Linked DNA regions of Sus scrofa: region 1 is linked to region 2. Evidence: chromatin contacts called from public Hi-C data. All regions are on one chromosome and are shown on one strand. The core of a region is the stretch at or near the end of the contact, and the rest is flanking DNA. Distances in the headings are between cores, read along the strand shown.

Region 1 (5,215 bases), core at 1,203-3,702, 360 kb after region 2:
CCAGGTCATGGTAGCCGGGGGTGCCGCTCAGCCCCTGTGGTGGGCGGCTGCTTCTTTGGGCCAGCTGTCACATGAGCACAAAATCAGATAAACCGCTCTTGGTTCTTAAGTTCTCTCCAAACACAATTCAGCACATCCGGCTGGAGTGGTCCTGTTAGCTGGCTTTCCTCTGTCGAGGATCGTCTGGTTTTCCTGCCCCTCAGGGCTGGGGTTTGGAGAACCGTTGAAACAACTTTGAGAGAGCTGTTAACCCTTTAAAGTTTAGCTCTCGATCTCCAAATAGATTAAAAAATGATTTGCAGCCAAAGCTATACTGTCTAGGGCAGTTTTGTTTTTTGTTTTTGTTTTTTTTTTTGTTTTTGTTTTTTTCTCTTTTTAGGGCTGCACCTGTGGCAAATGGAGGTTTCCAGGAGAGGGGTTGAATCGGAGCCAGCCTATGCCACAGCCACAGCAACGCAGGATCCGAGCCAGGTCTGCGACCTTTACCACAGCTCACAGCAACACCGGATCCTTAACCCACTGCGTGAGGCCAGGGATCAAACCCGCATCCTCATGGATACTAGCAGGGTTCATTAACCACTGAACCATGATGGGAACTCCTAAGGTAGTTTTAAATAATACCAAAATCATGACTTAATCAATCTTGCCCTCTACTCAAGGTTGGCTTAGAGAAGTAAGAGATTATAATTCATGGATCCTTTTCTGGTTTTGTAACCAAATCTACATTCTCAGGCTGAGGTAACCACCTTGCCCTTCTTAGTTTATTTATCTGCGACCCTGGGCAAAGTTGTCCATGCCTCATCTGGTTGGGTTTCAGATTTTGTGAGAAATCACTTTGCTTCATGACAATACACAGCTCAGCAGAGACTAGCATGATTGATTCCAGGCACGAACTGGAACAAGCCCGAGCTGAACAGCTCTACCAGAGGAAGTCATCTACAGTTGGTTTGCATGACCAGCCTGCCATGGCCTGTGACCAACTGGCATCACGGACCACGATGGGCCTGGTGGAACTATAATCTTTTTTTTTTGTCTTTCTGGATGCATCCGTAGAATGCAAAGTTCCTAGGCCAGGAATTGAACCTGTGCCACAGCAGTAACACCACCAGATTATTACCCCACTGAGCCACCAGGGAATTCTGGGAACTATAATCTTGATCTTTTCCCTGCTGATAAACATTCTTGCCATTAAGTTCACTTGGAGTTGGTGGGAAGGGTGTACTCAGGACATCATGGAAAACACATTGTCAGTCATGCTGTCTCTTTGGGAGGATGTATTTGCATGTCCGTAATAACCCGAATAAGATTTCAGTAGGAAGGGCCTGGTGGACAAAAAGCAGGAAAGTGCGTGTTGCTCACTAGAGGACAGGTCATGGTGCGCCAGGCAAAGCATTTCGCCATTAGGAAAGGAGTCTAGAAAGGCGAGGAGACTCATGAGAAAGGAGGTGATGTCTGTTGTTCAGGCTGAGTGGGGATGAGAAAGGAAATTCAGAAACCTCCATGACAGCTTCTCTTGGACTGGATGAAAATATTGCTTTTTTTTTTTTTTTTTTTTTTCCTAGCTGGAATTTGCCAGGGTCAGTTCACGTCTGGGTTTTCAGCACTTAATACAGGGCCCTTTTGTCCTGGGAGGCGGCTGGACTGGTTTTTCCTCCAGGCAGGTGCATGGAGGGCGTTTATTGTAGCCTGAAACGCAAACACCAAGCCCCTAGGCCCTGATCCCCACGCTCTCCAGTGTGGCTCAAGGAAGTAAAGTGAACAATGTCTCTTGCAACAGACGAGCACTGTAAATGCCACTCCTGAATGAAATATTTCTTAAAACGTTGTCTCTGTAACCCGATCATCTCTTAAAACTTAATTCTATGTCGGGGAAAGGAAGCCATTGGCTCCTCCAGCTGTCCAGGTTGAACGAGAGCGGACAATGGAGCATATCCGATTCACGGCCTTGCTTAGGTAATCAGATTAATATCTCCTGAATTGAATTTACCCTTTTGATACGGAGTCTTTCAGCTGCCTTGTTCCACAGCTCAAATTCTGACAAAGCTGTGCGGCCTTTGAGTAATTTCCCTGAAACCTATATTCGGGAAGCCTGTGCTCTTTCGAGCACTTTTTGGGACTTGTACCAATTAAATCTGTTTCTGGCACACTTTTAATGGCATACTTTCCCCTGAGTCAACAACGGCTCCAAAATCTGAGGTCATCTGTTTAATTTAAAAGCAAAGGTTATGAAACAACCATTTCAGGCTTCATCAGCCAAGCCCCTGTGGCTTTGAAACGGGTGATGAGACAGGGGAAAGGCTAATAAACTGGCTTTCTTCCACACAAAATAAATTAATTACCGAGTGTCTGTGAAATTCATATCAAGCCAGGTTTGTCCACACCCTCCCCGCCAGCCCAGCCAGTCCCTTTCTCTTCAAGCTCATCCTCTTCTCTTCTGGGACTTTCATACTCGAGATGGAAGTTCACCCTCTTGCTGTTGTTCTTGCAAAACAAACATCTGGACTGGATTTTTGTCAGCTGGAGTAGTTGCGAGAGAACTGTAAATGATGCAGGGATTTTTTTTTTTCCATGCTTATTAAATTTATTTATAGCCAGTCTGAAGCCAGGAAACATGTTTTTAAATGGCTAGAGCCCTTGATTGGAGGTGCTCGAGGAACATACCGTGGATGGTATCCGCGCCGCCCCCCCTGCCTCCGCCCCATCGCCATTGCCATTTTTCTAAATAATACAAGGGTAGAATTACATAATTTGCCCTTTGGGTGGTTTTTGTTTTCTTTTTCCTGGAGGACCCTTCATTAGGATATTTTGTGCGTCGGAATTCTTCCCTTGTATTAGCCTATCCAATGTGCCATCCTTTCTGTCAGTCAGAGAGAAAAAAATGCAACTGGCAGCATGTTTCTGAGTAATTGCAGTGATGGAACGTGGGTTTCTGGTTGTTTGAGACATGAACCAGGGCACAGGTATTTTTCTTTGGCCAGAAGAGCACCACTTGGATCCTGTTCCTACCTTTTCCACTCAACAACCTCTAAATTCTTAAAAGCTGCCAAATTTGAAAGAATCTCATTCATTTTCTCATTATTTAAGATAATAAAAGGCTCCACAAGGGGCTTAACGAAAATCATTTATAAAATCCTTTGCGGTACCCTTAGACCTTATTAAATCACAATGCCTTGGAGTTTCTATAATTATTTAAGAAACAAACATCTTCTAGGGGTGGCTGAGTGAGACGATTTTTTGAGGTCCCTTCCAGTGCTATGATACAAGATGCTTCTTTGCTTTTACTTTGCTGTCAGAAAGAAAAAAATATAAAGAAAGAAAGGCTGTTTGGCAATGAGGTTTGCTACCCACAGGCGTTTTCTTCTCCAGCGAAAAGACCATTCTGCTTCCTGCCACCCAAGTAAACCCAAGTAAGTCATCCTCAGCCTGAACAATGGAGCTTAATGTTCTCCAGCTTGCTAAGGGTTAGTCTCTGCTGTTTGGAAAGTGAATTGAAACCAAATGCACTTTCTATTGGAAAAGATGCCATTGATCTAGGCTCATAGGCAATATTGAGAGGAAGAAAAAAAAAATCCTTGCTGCTCTCTCCTGACATGACTTATTTTGCTGCTAGACCCATGGACATATCTTTGATGCAGTGTCACTCTGTTTTATGATGTCCCTGTGCCCCTGAAGAGCGGTGTTCCGCAATTCAGTTCTGAGAAACACGAACAGGTTATGTAGTGAATTGTCCTGCCGATGGACTGGGAAGCTCTTCTTCCAGCAAGACTCCTTTTTGACGAAGAGAGCATAAAAGATAGCTCATGTTCTCCACTGCAAAAGGCAGCTCTGTTGCATCTGCCTGATGGGGAAGACCTTGAGGCTGAGCAGCCTCGTCAGATGTGGTCTCTGCTGCCCACGTTCCCGTTATTAAAGTAGAAGCCAAGCCACTGGCACTGGTCCTGGCAGTGAAATGAACCACAGAGGGGTCATCCCTCTTCCCCGGCCATACCGCTCAGGGCTCTGGGACAGAAAACGGCAGGCTCAAGGGTAAAGAACAACTATTTTTGAGTAGGGATAAAGGAGAATCACGGAGTAGAGAGCACTAAAGGGCAAAAGATGAATGCAATGCAACATTAAGCAACAGTGTATCTTCCCAGATCATAAAGCCAAACAGTTCTTGCTAGATTTCACTTTTATTATGTTGGAAGATGAAAATCAGAGGGTGGATAAAGGTGCCTGGAGATTTGCTGCTCCAGGCCACTCCATGCTGGGGCATGGAGTTCTCGATCTGCACTCGGAACATTCCACAGTATTTTCCTAACAACAACAACAACATTAATGAAGACGGCAATCACTTGTATTAAATCTTGCTGAAGGAGCATCTTGCAATGCAGCATCGTTTGCTGTAAAACATTCTGACTAATGGTAGAGGTAGGATCTTTGCCGGAGATGTGATGAGGGAACGGACACGGGCCGCTGGTTTTGGATACCAGCAGGATGAGTTCCTCCAACCAAAAGCAATGGATAATCGTGGGAAATGGTTATTCTAGCTGTGAGGCTTATAGAATTTCAGTTAAATGTGGTGGTATCACATAAGGAGTATTTTTCAACATACCAAGTGATGTATGTCCATTAACTTGACTGGCTCTTGTGGGGAAACATAATTTGATGAATATGAAGAATTTTATTTAAGGTGTTGTTTGATTCTGCTGTATGTTACATTAATTTGGAGCCATAGTCAGGCATGGGCATTCTTTCATTTATATTCCTGCATTCTATATTTGAAGATCGTAAAAATAAATTCGTTTTGAATCAGTCTCTTGCCTCATAGCTGGCTCCCAGGTAAAGCCTTTATGAGGCTGCCCACGCCTCTCCTGCCTTAAGTTCTTCCTCCCCTGGCACCTTCCATTGGGTGGGCGTAAGAGCAGATACCCTGTTCCCTCGGGGCTTGCAAGGATCACATCAAAACTTTGTGGCTATTTCCCCCTCAGGCACCCAAAACGTGATTTCCTTTTGTCCAGTGGGTATTGATACGGTCTCCATTTTCATCCTCTTTGCTTGTGCTTTTTGTGAAGCCACAAAGTCCCAAAACAGCAGGACCGATATGATTCCCGTAATACTGGGGGGAGGACGCTGCACTCTTGTCAACCCTGCTGTAGGTCTCAGTGCTTGAGGGGGGACCAGTCAGGCTGAGCGCGAGAGGGAAGGGGGCAGTCTTCTGAAAAAGCAGATCACC
Region 2 (4,717 bases), core at 1,400-3,899:
AGTACCGGTTTCTGTCTCTATGGGTTTGCCTGTGCTGGAAATTTCATAAAAATGGAGTCATACATAATTTTTTGTGACTGGCTTCTTTCGCTTATCATAATATTTTCAAATTTTATCCATGTTGTTGTTGCATTTTATCAGTACTTCATTCCTTTTCATTGCCAAATAATATGCCATGTTTGGATGGACCTCATTTTGTTTATTCATTCATCAATCGATGGACATTTGGTTTGTTTCCCCTTTTTGGATATTAGGAATAATGCACTTATGAGCATTTGTGTACAAGTTCTTGTGTGCACATGTGTTTTCCTTTCTCTTGGTTACATATCTAGGAGTAAAATTATTGGGTCTTATGGCAACTCTGTGCTTAATATTTTGAGTAGCCGCCAAACTGTTTTTCAAAGTGGCTGCACAATTTTGCAATCTCATCAGCAGCGAATGAAGGTTCTGATTTTTTCATGTCCTTGTCAACCCTTGTCTTTTTAAAAATTTTTTAATTATAGCCATCCTAGTAGTGAGTGTGAAGTGCTGTCTCATTGCAGTTTTGATCTGCATTTCCCTAATGGCTAAAGATGCTGAGAATCTTGTCATGTGCTCATTAACCAGAAATATATGTCTTCCTTGGGGAAAGGTCTATTGAAACCCTTTGCATGTTTTAAATTTGATTATTTGTCTTTTTATTATTGAGTCACAAAATCTCATTATGTAGTCTCGATATAAATCCCTTATTATAAACTTGATTTTCAAATATTTTCTCCCATTATGTCTCTTCACTTTCTTGCTTCTTTGAAGCATACATATATTTATGTACGTACAAATGCAGTATTTACAAGATGATAAAATAAGATGGTTTAGATTTATTGCAGTGTGTGTGCTTGTTGTATCAGGTAGGTTGCCATAAAGGGGATGAACAGGCTGTTGACAATTGTCTTTTATTGATCCTCAAGGCTGTTCCCTAACTCAATATGGAATGCAATTGTAGGAAGCCCTAAAAGAGCTAAACTACTAAGAGCGAAACATAATGTCTTCAGGTGGATTAAAATAGCAGAGGAGTTAGATGTGGCACTCACCTTCTCCCACAAACACACACACACACACACAAAAACCCATCTTCGTGTAGAACGATTCTCACAGAACACCTACTAGCCCAAGACTTTAAACCTCCCAAAAGAACAAGAAACTTAATGTCCTCTTCCTACTGTTTTTATGTTATCCTGGTTACAAACTGGTAGAGAAATGCTGGGGGTTGGGATAGTTATGAAAAGAATAGTTATTTCCTCAACTTAATAAAAAAATTTTTTAAAAACACACAAAAAGAAGATTTGAACTAAATGACCAACCAATTTGACCTAATGATTGTACGTCATTATATATATGTATGTGTGTGTATATATACAAATACATATGTATGTGTGTATATGTGTACATATATCACTGTATTCAATGCATATTCTTTTCACATGTACATACGCATTTACCAAAGTCTTCTAATCATTGAGGCAAATAAAGTTTCAACAAACAAACAAACAGGAATAGTTGCTTCCCTCTTTTATGGTTCAGGCAATGTGAACCATAAAAAATTAGAGCTATAGCCTGAAACAAAACAAAAAACAATAAAGGGCCCACTGGTTCCACCAGGGATGACAGTAGTCCTACTTTAGTCAAATCCTCATCAGAGAAATGTCCTCACAATGGATCAACGTCATTGTGCTACAAGCTGTTGTCTTTCTTTGACTTTAGGTAGAGGGAGGGTTGCTCTTTGGCTATAGAACTCCTCTTTAGACGATGGAGGGTAGGTATATGGAGGAAATGCAGTGTCTCCATCATGTTTCTCTACTGTAATTGGGCAGGTGGACTGCTCCTGTGAACATGGAGTGGACTGAGATGGTTATGATCGCTGCCAGTGTTTCCCTGTGGGCCATTTGAGAACATCCTTGGTCCCTTTACCACACCTTCAGCTTGCTAGCAAAGTGCACTGGCAATGATGAAGCTATTTCTAAAGTTGACTGAGATAAATTTAGAAATGATCATATGTGGCAGATGATAGCTACAGAGGAGTGGGTTTTTTTTCTTTTCTTTTTTGTGTTGAGTGTTTGAAATTTTAGACTATAGATAACACTTATTTCCATGAACAGTTCCCCAAACTTTGCTTCCTAAAGTGTACCTGTTAAATTTTTTTGAATAACAGTACTGTTACCTCTTTAGAAAGATCCTTTAGATTGATATCTTAAAGACTGGCCTAAGTTCTTCTGGCACATTCTCTCTTGACTCCTCTCCACACCCAGAAAGATATTTTGGATCTTCTTAATCTTAATCTTGTGCTTTGTTCAGAATGAAGATGAGTCAGAAAGTTTTCTAACTTTTGGGGGAGGTTGCACAAGATAATTTTGAATCCAAAATGGCATTAACTGTCACTTTTATTCTTCCAAGCTGAGAGACAGATTTGTAATCAAGCATATTGAATAATGGTGACATAATTGAAGGTGTTGGCTTGTCCTTAAGAACACAGCCCCCCAGAGTTCCTGTTGTGCCTCAGCGAAAACGTATCTGATTAGTATCACTGAAGATGCAGGTTTGATCCCTGGCCTAGCTCAGTGGGTTAAGGATCCGGCACTGCCATGAACTATGGTGTAGGTCGCAGACACAGCTTGGATCTGGTGTTGCTGTGGCTGTGGCAGAGGCCGGTGGCTACAGCTCCAATTTGACCCCCAGTCTGGAATCCTCCATATGCCGCAGGTATAGCCCTAAAAAAACAGAACGTAGCCCCCAAGATACTTGTGTTTAGTACATAATATTTAAGGTGGTGGTGAAACTCTTTGCTGTCAAATAGCAGGGGCTTCTCCATCAATTTGTGTATGGTTTGTTTTGTAGATGATGCTGCCTTAAAGTAGAAAACATTTGATGCCTCCATGTCTTGTTGGCATCTCTGGTTAAATGTAGCTCAAATACTATTAATCTTTCATTGTGATGATGTGCTCTCCCAGACTAAGGAGTCAGCACTCTGTGACTCTAGAGGAAATAGTCTCATTTGACAATTTCAGTACCACCTTAGATTTTATCTAGTGTGTGATGAGGTAATGTAGTGACTGTTATTTTGATTCATTGCCTAAAGGATAAACTTGGTCCTGGGTTCCTAGGGATAGGATAGGTGATGATTAAAGGAACAATTTATTTATTGTTGGCCAGATTTGACTGCAAAACATTTAGGGCATTTGGGCTTCAATTTGAAAGATTAGTTGAAAAATAATTTTTTAGCACTTATTCTGTGCCTATCACTTTGCTAGGTACTGGGAAGTTAGAAGTGTAATTCTGATCTTGAGGTACTTACATTTGGGGAAAGATAGGCATACAGATAGATAATTTTTTTTAGAATACATTGAGGTAAGGACTTTACTATATTTTTTTTCTTCCCAATGTCTAAGTATACACAAAGGGGGATTAGAAAATATATTTGAATACTCCATCACCCGTGATAAAAACTATTTGTATGACAGACAAGAATAAAATAGATGCACAGTTTAGAATATTGATGATCACTGGGAAGGAGGCAGAGAGATGGGATTCAGGAGGGGCCCGTGTATAACTTCACTGGGTTTGGGAATATTCTAATTTATAAATTGAGTGATGGGTTCATAGATATATGTTTTAGCATTATGCTTCATAACCTACATAGTATGCATATTCATTTGTATCTATTAAATGTTACATAGTTTAAAAAAATCAAGATATTTGAGTAAACATTTCCCAGTCTTAATTTATTAGAAGCATATACTTAGGATAAATTGTGGGAGAAAAACTGATACTCAGCCAAATTATTTCTCTGTCTGTTTAGTATCTATTCATCCATCAATTTTAAAATTTTATTTACTCTAATTTTTTGAAATATAATAAAAATAATGGAGAAATCTTTTCACACGACCTGAATGCCCTGTTTCTGTGTTCCCCAAGGTTCCATGTACTCTGTCTAGAACCCAGTTTATAGGTCAAAAGGATTCTGTCTGCACTGGCCAGCCAGACATTTAAGTATTCATTACTTGTGCGTGTGTGTGTGTGTGTGTGTGTGTGTGTGTGTGTGTATTTAATGATGTTTGTGCATGGGATGTTTGTGCTAGGGATTTTGAAATACTGGAAGGGTTTTCCTATTTGCTGGGTGGTTTTAGAATTGAAAGCCATCAGTAGGAAAAAAGAAACAAAGAAAAATATTCTTCTTTCATCTATGTCCCATATTATACAAGTGTTAACTGAAAATAGCACCGATTTTCTGGGAAAGGCTGTGACTGAGACTTTTCTCACCCTTTACCCCTACTCCCCAATTCATGTTTCCTTTTTGCAATGTGGTCATGTGCTTGCCCAAGTCTGGCTTATGAACCGTGTAGAATATTTATGCAGTTTTGTTTTTTAAGTCCTACACTGTGCACATGATGCAGTATTTAATTTGGAATGGGCTCTGAGTTTAGTCACACGTGCTTCTTATGGTGTTTATCTTGGAATCCACAAGTAGGAGGGAAGTACTTTTGCATTTTATACATCTGGACATTGTTCATGATCCTCTTGTGACTTGGGAATTCTGTGTGGGGCAAAATCCAAAGAACAGTATTAAAAATAACGTGGAGTTATAATGACATCTGAGTGAAAAACCATGAGAATACCCTTCTGATCCCAGCAGAGTTTGATTTTGATGTGAATTTTTTCAGTTGTGTGTTTTACTGCTGGCCTG

Evidence for each region. A called contact is a pair of places that touch in the nucleus more often than the background predicts.
Region 1: a contact with region 2 is called in a Hi-C map of mesenteric adipose tissue, with 1.6 times the contacts expected there. The contact joins two enhancer-like sites. A contact is called at or near these places in 4 of 47 Hi-C or Micro-C datasets (embryonic fibroblasts, mesenteric adipose tissue, skeletal muscle and 1 more) and 1 of 2 datasets of contacts at active chromatin or transcription factors (skeletal muscle).

Annotation. Positions count from the first base shown.
Region 1 is chr7:92,028,334-92,033,548 of Sscrofa11.1, forward strand. The region is part of intron 9 of RAD51B (DNA repair protein RAD51 homolog 2); the gene reads left to right. Among named protein-coding and RNA genes, the nearest start is that of RAD51B, 440 kb to the left of the region's middle. Within about 2 kb of position 2,453, at least 26 of the 83 cell types and tissues checked have an H3K27ac peak or open chromatin away from gene starts, as enhancers often do. A contact at or near this core is called in mesenteric adipose tissue, where this site is marked.
Region 2 is chr7:91,670,317-91,675,033 of Sscrofa11.1, forward strand. All of the region lies in intron 8 of RAD51B (DNA repair protein RAD51 homolog 2), which reads left to right. Among named protein-coding and RNA genes, the nearest start is that of RAD51B, 80 kb to the left of the region's middle. Within about 2 kb of position 2,650, at least 4 of the 83 cell types and tissues checked have an H3K27ac peak or open chromatin away from gene starts, as enhancers often do. A contact at or near this core is called in mesenteric adipose tissue, where this site is marked.